2 separate regions of the Ovis aries genome follow, and region 2 is linked to region 1. Evidence: chromatin contacts called from public Hi-C data. All regions are on one chromosome and are shown on one strand. Each heading gives the region's core, a stretch centred on a gene start, on an enhancer-like site or on the middle of the called end of the contact. The rest is flanking DNA. Distances are from core to core; before and after follow the strand shown.

The links. Hi-C and Micro-C count contacts between places; a contact is called where the count stands out from the background.
Region 2: a Hi-C map of mixed tissues shows a contact between it and region 1, with 4 times the contacts expected there. The contact joins the enhancer-like site here to the promoter of CDX2 in region 1. A contact is called at or near these places in 4 of 16 Hi-C or Micro-C datasets (hypothalamus, liver, mixed tissues and 1 more).

What each region holds. Positions count from the first base shown.
Region 1 is chr10:32,361,198-32,365,680 of ARS-UI_Ramb_v3.0, forward strand. CDX2 (caudal type homeobox 2) reads left to right here and starts at 2,726. Exons shown (of 3, transcript XM_027973894.2): 1 at 2,726-3,432. The coding sequence starts at 2,892. LOC121820443 (a long non-coding RNA gene) reads right to left here and starts at 189. Exons shown (of 2, transcript XR_006060978.2): 1 at 1-189.
Region 2 is chr10:32,444,408-32,448,332 of ARS-UI_Ramb_v3.0, forward strand. No RefSeq gene overlaps it. Among named protein-coding and RNA genes, the nearest start is that of TRNAC-GCA, 11 kb to the left of the region's middle. Within about 2 kb of position 1,299, at least 7 of the 54 cell types and tissues checked have an H3K27ac peak or open chromatin away from gene starts, as enhancers often do. A contact at or near this core is called in liver, where this site is marked.

The sequences.
Region 1 (4,483 bases), core at 1,476-3,975:
GCCACTTTGCACCCCTCCCTGATTGCTCCCAACAGCCTGCCCCTGCAGGAACCCAGATGGGCCCCCTCTTGGCTGAGGGAGCAACCCAGACATGAGGGGATATTTCCACTCCAAGGAGCTTGTCCAAGGACATCATTATTGCTTCCTTTCCCCTCACCCCCAGCCCAGGACCCAGAACCATAGAGGGGCCATGCTACTGCCATGAGGGCCCATTTCTTCATGAAGGACACCAGCCAGTGTTCTCTCTCCAGCCGTCACACCCCACACCCCAAGTGAGCATGGGCCTCTCTGAGATCTGGTGTGACCCCTGGGGCCAGATCAACCCAGGCCGCTCCCAAAGCATTTGGGCAGGCAGGCCAGGGCCCTTTCTCCAGGGCAGAGCGGAGACACAGCTGGAAAACCGGGACAATTAGCCAGCGGCCGGCGGCCATAAAAACGCAGGAAGCGGCCACCGCAGGGTGGAGGGGGCTGGCTGTCCCCAATAAAGCGATTGTCCCAAAGAATGCCCACATTCCGAAGACTTGGGCGCAAGCCTGGGCCTCGGCTTCCAGAGCTGGAGGCTTGGGAGGGGGCTGTGGGGGCGGGGCGGGGGGGAGGCGGAAAGAAGGATTGTGTCTCCCAGGAAGAGGAGGAAGATGTTTGCTAGATCAAACGTCTGCAATGCTCCCACCACTTAACCTCCCACATCCCGGCCTCATCCAGGTCCACAGACTCCCCCCAACCCCACCCCATGATCCCCCTCCCAACTCAGTGACTTGGATTCTGTAACGGGCTTTGTAATTTGTTTCCTATTTTATTTCTCAAGAGGTCCAATGACACTCAGTTCTCCGGGCCAGGCCCGGGGAGATCCACAAGGATGATCTGCTACAGCCTTCACCAGTTGATTGCCCAGTTTGTTACCACCCGCCCCCTACATTTTAACCTCTTTCCTTAGGAAACACAGAGGACAGGAGGGACCAGCAAGGAGGAGATCCGAAGCCCTGATCCTGCTGGGGGCCTGGCCTCTCGGAACTCTGCGGCTTGCCGGCTGTCCTCTGTAAAGTGGAGATGACAAGACCCGCTCTATTCCCGATCTGGGGAGATGTGAAGATCTAGGAGATAAAGGACACTGGAAGGAGCTCCAGAGATCACACGAGGAAGTGACAAACACCAGAGACCACTCGGCGGCGAGAACCGACAAGGGTGGATCTGCAGGACAGCCATGCGCCCCGCTGGTTCCTGGAGCGCTCAAAGCCACCCAGCCCACTGCCCGGGCCGCTGCGATCCTCAGACCCTGGTCTGGCAGCGCCGTCTGGACTCGGAGCAGACAGAGGTAGACTGGCAGCCGCAGGCCCCACTCCCCGCGGTCGCTGAACCGAGATGGGCACCTGCCCGAGCGAATCTGGTCGCCCTGAGCTCCTGTCCTCCAACTTGTCCTGGCGGGTCCCGAGCCAGGCCACACAATATAGGTCCCCACGGCCCCCACTTCCAGCCCTCGACACAGTGCTTCCAAATCCAAGACCCTTCCCCACTCAGGGGTTTTTAGAAACAATGATCAGTGATGGCTCATGGGGCTCTTCCCAATCCCTGGAGATGAAAAACTATTTTCTCTGGAGAAATGTTTTACTTTGCAAATGAGAATGGTTTTAAGCCATTGGTATGTTGTATGACATATACATACCTAGGTAGACATTAGCAGAAATCCTAGAGTCCCTTCTCCTTGATTTTAAACTATGTATTTAAGTATATAAACATATAAGTGTAACTTGATTAGTTTTCACAGGCAACAAACACACCAGGACCCACCTCAAGAAACAGCAGAACTCTAGCAAACCCTCCTGCTCCCCTCTATTACTGCCCTCCCACCAGCCTGACTACTACCACTCTCTTCTAGGTTTGCACTCAAGATTTCTGAATTTGGAGTGTAAATGCTTTTTCAAAAAAATTAATAGCTTTAAGTCCCAAATGTGAGATGAACTCAGAGATGCAACCTGCAACTAGGGTCTTAATTTATCTCGTGTGGGGGGCCAGCTGTTTCCTAGGGAAGAAAACAAATGATCAGCGGTGACAGTTTGGGGGGCACAGTCGGCCTGGCCAGGGGGGCAGAGGGGAAAGGAACAGGCTTATTTCTCCCGGCTCCACCCGTCACCTCCCAGGCTGGCCAGAAACTCTGTCATCAAAGCAATGGCTTCCCTTTTTGTCTTTGGGATGGAAGGAGCTTCTTCTAGACACCCCCTCCCTTCCCTGCAAATGCAAAAACACGACTCCTCAGTTCCTGAACCCCGATTCCCACCAAGATCGCTCTCCCCACCCCTCCACCCCCTTTTGCAAGTCTCTAGATTCCATTCTTTGAACCCGTGATTGGAGGTTAAAGTGCACCAAGGTTGGAAGGAGGAAGCTCTTAACAATAAAGGTTTGAATATTTAGCTGTGATGGGTCGCAGCCCTCTCGAGAGCTCCCCCCCCTCCCTAATCTTTTAAAATGCAAATCGTGTTTCTAGGGGTTGTGCGCCGGGTGCGCGCTGCGCCTCGACGTCTCCAGCCATTGGTGTCTGTGTCATTACTAATAGAGTCTTGTAAACACTCGTTAATCACGTAAGGCCGCCGGCCTGGGGCTCCGCACGCCAGCCGGTGGCGGGTCTTCCCCGCCTCTGCAGCCTGGTGGAAAGGAGGTGGGAGGAAAGAAGGAAGAGAGAGCGGGAGGGAGGGAGGGAGGGAGGAGGCAGGCCCGAGGCAGGGACCGCCTCAGAGGCAGAAGCGCCGCGAGGAGCCGGCGGAGCTTCGCGGGCCAGGGAGCAGCCACCCGCCGTTCCGGTGCCCCCTCGCCCCCTTCGCCAGCGCGGCGCCCCCCGGCAGCCTCAAGCATCAGTCCCTGGGCAGCATGGTGAGGTTCGCCGTCGGGCCCTCGCCACCATGTACGTGAGCTACCTCCTGGACAAGGACGTGAGCATGTATCCCAGCTCCGTGCGCCACTCCGGCAGCCTTAACCTGGCCCCGCAGAACTTCGTCAGCCCCCCGCAGTACCCGGACTATGGCGGATACCATGTGGCGGCCGCGGCCGCCGCCGCCGCCAACCTGGACAGCGCGCAGTCCCCGGGGCCGTCCTGGCCGGCCGCCTACGGCGCCCCGCTCCGCGAGGACTGGAACGGCTACGCGCCGGGGGGCGCGGCGGCCGCCGCCAACGCCGTAGCGCACGGCCTCAACGGGGGCTCCCCGGCCGCCGCCATGGGCTACAGCGGGCCCGCCGATTACCACCCGCACCATCATCCGCACCACCACGCGCACCACCCGGCCGCCGCGCCCTCCTGCGCCTCCGGCTTGCTGCAGACGCTCAACCCCGGCCCCCCCGGGCCGGTCGCCACCGCCGCCGCCGAGCAGCTGTCGCCGGGCGGACAGCGGCGGAACCTGTGCGAGTGGATGCGGAAGCCCGCGCAGCCTGCGCTGGGCAGCCAAGGTGAGCCGGCGGGCGCCGGGGGAAGGCGCGGTCCGTGCGCGTCCGGGGACTCCGCGCAAGGGGGACGGGGCGGGGCGACGGCGTCTGGGGGCTCTGGACCCTCCCCCCCGGGGGTTGCTGCTCTGGCCTCTGCGTGGGGGCTGGCCGGGTAGGGAGTGGAGGTCCTGGTCTCACGAGTCGCGTTCAGTGTAAGGCAAAGGGGAGGCTCCCTCCTTCCCACCGCCCTTCCTTCGTAAGGTCGGGTCCTCAGACCCTCGGGAGACTCCCGCGAACGTGGCGCAGCGCGGCTGCAGCGCAGTGATCGCGTCCATCCGGCTTGCTGCCGCCCGCCCTCGCTCGGTGCGCGGCTGCCGGGCAGCTCCCCAGGGCCGGCTCTAGGGGGACGCCATCCTTCCCTGTCCCGGCCACTCGGGAAGAGCTTGGGCCGGGGCGGGGGGCGGGAGGGCGGCGCGGTCGCCCGAGGAACCAGGTTTAGCCTTTGGGGCCAAAGGTAAGGATCGGAGCTGCCGCGCTGGGGAAACCGGGCGAAGCTGCCGAAGCTGAAAGAAGGTGTTGGTCCTGGGAACTAAGTGGGGAAGAGGTGCGGCGCGAGGGTGGGGGGAACACCCGGGTCTTCAGACCTTTGATCTGCGCAGGGGCCATTTCAATCAAAAGCCGGAGGGCTGGGACTGGACTCCCCGGGAGTCCCCTCGTGTCTGCAGAGGGAGAAGGGGAGGCAGGGGTAGTGCGCGCTCAGCCGCTGCTCCAGCCAGAGGTCGTTTCTCCGGAACCTTACTTCACAGGGTCTGGTGTGTGTGTGTGTGTGTGTGTGTGTGCGCGTGTGTGTGCGTGTGTGTGCGTGTGTGTGTGCGTGTGTGTGCGTGTGTGTGTGTGTGCGCGCGCGGATATTCGTTTAACGAGCTTGCCCCAGAGGTGTTTCTGCAGAGATCCCGGGTTGGCGGGACTGAGCAGGCTCGTGGGCTCCGGGTCTGCCGCGTCCGGCGTCTGAGTGTGTCCAGTGGGGAAAGAGCTCCAGTAGGTGTGGTGGGAGAGTCCTGCTGGCTCCGCTTTC
Region 2 (3,925 bases), core at 49-2,548, 82 kb after region 1:
CTGCCCTTGAAAAACCTGTCACAACAAAGTGGTGTTGGATTGAAGCTCCCGACTTTGGAATGTTTTCCGGGGATCCTTGCCCTTGGCCCCGTCTACTGAAGCCCTTGTCATCCTATCGTAACAATCTCAATTTGAAAACAGACTGAATACAATTTCTAACTCTGGCTCTGCCACTAACTGGCTGGGGGAACCCCGGCAAGTTCCTTGACCTTTTTGATCCTCAGTTTCCCATCTGAAAATGGGGCTAATCATAGGGTCCACCAGACCAGGGCTTCCTGAAGGTCCCTGTGCTGTGTATACACGATAAATGCTCAGAGGTGGGTGTAATCCATCAGTCATGCAGTATCGTCTCAACCTGGGACTTCCCTGGCGGTCCAGTGGTCAAGACGCCATGCTTCCTCTGCAGAGGGCGTGGGTTCAATCCCTGGTCGGGGAACTATGATCCCACATGCTGCACAGCAAGGCCAGAAAATAAAATAAACTTGAAGAAGTTAGACTAGACCTCAAGGAAATCAACTTGAAATGATGGGCATGGAAGGCAGGTAAGGTAAAAGTGAAAGTGTTTGTTGCTCAGTCATGTCCGACTCTTTGCAATCCCACGGACTGTATGTAACCTGCCAGGCTCCTCTGTCCATGGGACTCTCCAGGCAAGAATACTGGAGTGGATTGCCATTTCCTTCTTCAGGGGATCTTCCCAACTCAGGGATCAAACCTGAATCTCCTGCTTTGCTGGTGGATTCTTTACTGTCTGAGCCACCAGGATAACCCCAAAGTCGGAGACCAAACAAGTAATACTTGCGTATATGTTTAGGCTCTGAGACATATGTTTGGCTACTCTGATCCTGTGACCTTGACATTGTGGAAAGAACCGGGAAATATAAGAATATCTTACAAACAGGCCAACGAAGCTTTCAAGGCTGGCAAATGTCTTCTGCCCCGCCTGCCAGGGTGTGTCTCTCAGCAGAAAGAATGGTGGGCAGCAGCTGCGCCAGGGGTCAGGGTGGGGGTCGTCACTCTGCAGATTTGTGCGCTTGCTGGACGAACACACCTGGCTGGCAGGCTGACAAACAGACCTACCCCTCGTCCCCCACGGTTACCTCCCCACAGAATGATTTATGGTCGTTCAGTTTCCATTTATAAAACTGACAACGTTCCTGCTGATAAATATGATATACGTGAAATTCAGCAGCCGCAGGGTAAAAGCCACTGGCCCCATGGCGACATCTGGCCGCCTGGCTAGGGCGTCATCCGGTGCCCTTCACCCCTTGGTGTGCTGACTGCTGTTCAGTGCAATAAAGAGAGTGTAAGGTCCACGGGGGCATGACGACAGCAGTCAATGCAACCAGCAGGTCCCACAGCTGGGGCTGATCCCAGGCAGAAACATTTGGAGTGAAACTCAGGAAGAAATGCCCTGCAGTGGTCCTCACGCAACAGTGTGTCCTTGCAGCGTGGTGTAGGGATGGTGACCTGGGTTCAGTTCCTGGGTCGGGAAGATCCCCCGGAGGAGGGCATGGCTACTCACTCCAATATTCTTGCCTGGAGAATTCCACGGACAGAGGAGCCTGCTGGGCTGCAGTCCATGGGGTCACACAGAGTCGGACATGACTGAGTGACTAACACCCAGTGGGGATGGTGACTTTGATGGTGAAGGGCACAGCCGGCTTGACTGTGGAGCGGCAGGTGTTTTCATACACAGATGGTCTGCAAGCGCCTCATGCCCACCTAGGAGAGTGGTCTGTGAGACTGCAGTTCCAGTGGGGAATCGGTGCTGCCTTTTATCTGCAGATTTCAAGGTTCTTGATGTGAGTCATTCCTCCCTGGTGCCTCCTATGAGTGATAGCCTTCATTTTTCCAGATAAGGAGCCTGTGCACACGCTGGGCACTGGCCCCATGGGTCACTGAGTGGCTGACTAGCGCTCGCCTGTCCCTGGCAGGTACCCTGACTGTCCTGAGTCACCTGGATGGCAGTCAGAATGGGGCAGGGTGTACCAGGAGAGGAAGCCAGGACCTAGAAGAAACAAAGCACAGACTTCTCTGTGCTTGGTCCCCAAATTTGGTGTGTATCTAAATCAGTCATCAAGTGTGTTAAAAATGTGGCTATCTGGTCAAACTGGTTTCTCTAAGTAGATCTGGGTTAGGGTGGGGACCAGAATTCTGTACGTGAACAAATGCTGCAGGTGGCCATGATGTACACCCACATGTAGCTGATAAGGGCCAATAAGTAAGGGACCCTGGGGTGGAGGGGCCTGGGGGCTCCCACAGGACCACGCACTTGCGGGTATCTACCTTCACAGTGGCCACCAGCCCATACAGTCCCTGCCTCCGCGCAGGCTCAGGGGTGTCCTAAGTGAACCCCACTGCCCTCAGCACAGTGCTTCTCAACGTGTTTAGGTTCTGGTGCACCTTTGAGAACCTTCCTGGACTTCCGTGATGGTGTGGTAGGGATCCACCTGCCAGTGCAGGGGACAGGGCACGAGTCTGATCCCTAGTCTGGGAAGATCCCACATGCTGCCTGGCAGCTTAGCTCGTGTGCCACAACTACTGAGCCCGCATGCTGCCGCTACTGAAGCCCACGCTCCTAGAGCCTGTGCTGGGCACGTATAGAAGCCACGCGATGAGAAGCCTGTGTGCCACAGCTAGGGCATTGCCTCCGCTTGCCGCAACCAGAGAGAGCCGCCACACAGCAGCACAGATCTAGCACAATCAAAAAGCAAATCAAAAAGTAGATATATTACACACTAAAATTTTTTAAATAAAAATGAAATAAATTAAAAAATTTTAAACATGAAAACTTTCCTAAAAAAACATTCAGATGCCTACACAATCAGGCTGTGATTTCAGGAGTATCTGTAAGAGGCAGATTCAGTGTTGGGGAGGCAGATAATATTCAAGAGCTTAACCAAAACCTAAGAGAATCTGAAAGTAAATTTAAAACAAAATCTTGGGACATCTCTGGTGGTCCAGTGGCTAAGACTCCATGCTCCCAATGCAGGGGGCTGGGGCTTGATCCCTGGTCACGGAAGTGGATCCCACATGCTGCAGTGAAGACTGAAGACCCAGCATGATGCCACTAAGACCCAGTGCACCCAAATAAATAAATAAATGTCAAAAAAATAAAAATCTTTGTCTTGCTCAGTCCTACTATAAATAGTGTTTCTCAAGGCTGCTTGGCCCTTTCCAGTGGTTGAGGTTCCTAGTCCATTAGAGGATAAGAAACGCTATCTGGGTTTTTGTTGGGTGGGTCGACTGGCACTTACCAACCAGTTCCATCTCTTTCCAGGGTGCCTTTCTGATCTCAGAGCCTGCAAAGCTGAAACCCTATTTCCCTTGCTCCCTTGCAGCCAAACATGCACCAGGCTGCATTCGATACGCACTCGCATGGACGTGGAGGACAGGAGTTTGGCACAGGTCCCTGGGAATGCTCTTGGGTAAGCCCTACAGGCAGTGAGGCCACTGCTGCGCCACCCTTTCCCGGGTCCAGCGCCAGCATCCTGAGTGACAGGGGTCGGGGAGCATTTGCAGTACCTGTTTGTTGCTTAGTCTCAGTCGTGTCTGACTCTCTGTGACCCCATGGACTGTAACCTGCCAGGCTCCTCTGTCCATGGGATTCTCCAGGCAAGAATACTGGAGTGGGTTGCCATGCCCTTCTCCAGGGGATCTTCCTGACCCAGGGATCAAACCCACATCTCTTGCATCTCCTGCACTGGGAGGCGGATTCTTTACCACTAGCACCACCTGGGAAGCCCCGATTCACCTATAGTTGAACATAAAATAACAAGTTAAAAATAAAATAAACTGCTTCATTTAAAAAACTTAGTAGATTAAATAAGTTTTATTTATTTAAACATGAGTTTCCCTGGTAGCTCAGCTGGTAAAGAATCCACCTGCAATGCAGGAGACCTTGGTTCTATTACTGGGTTGGGAA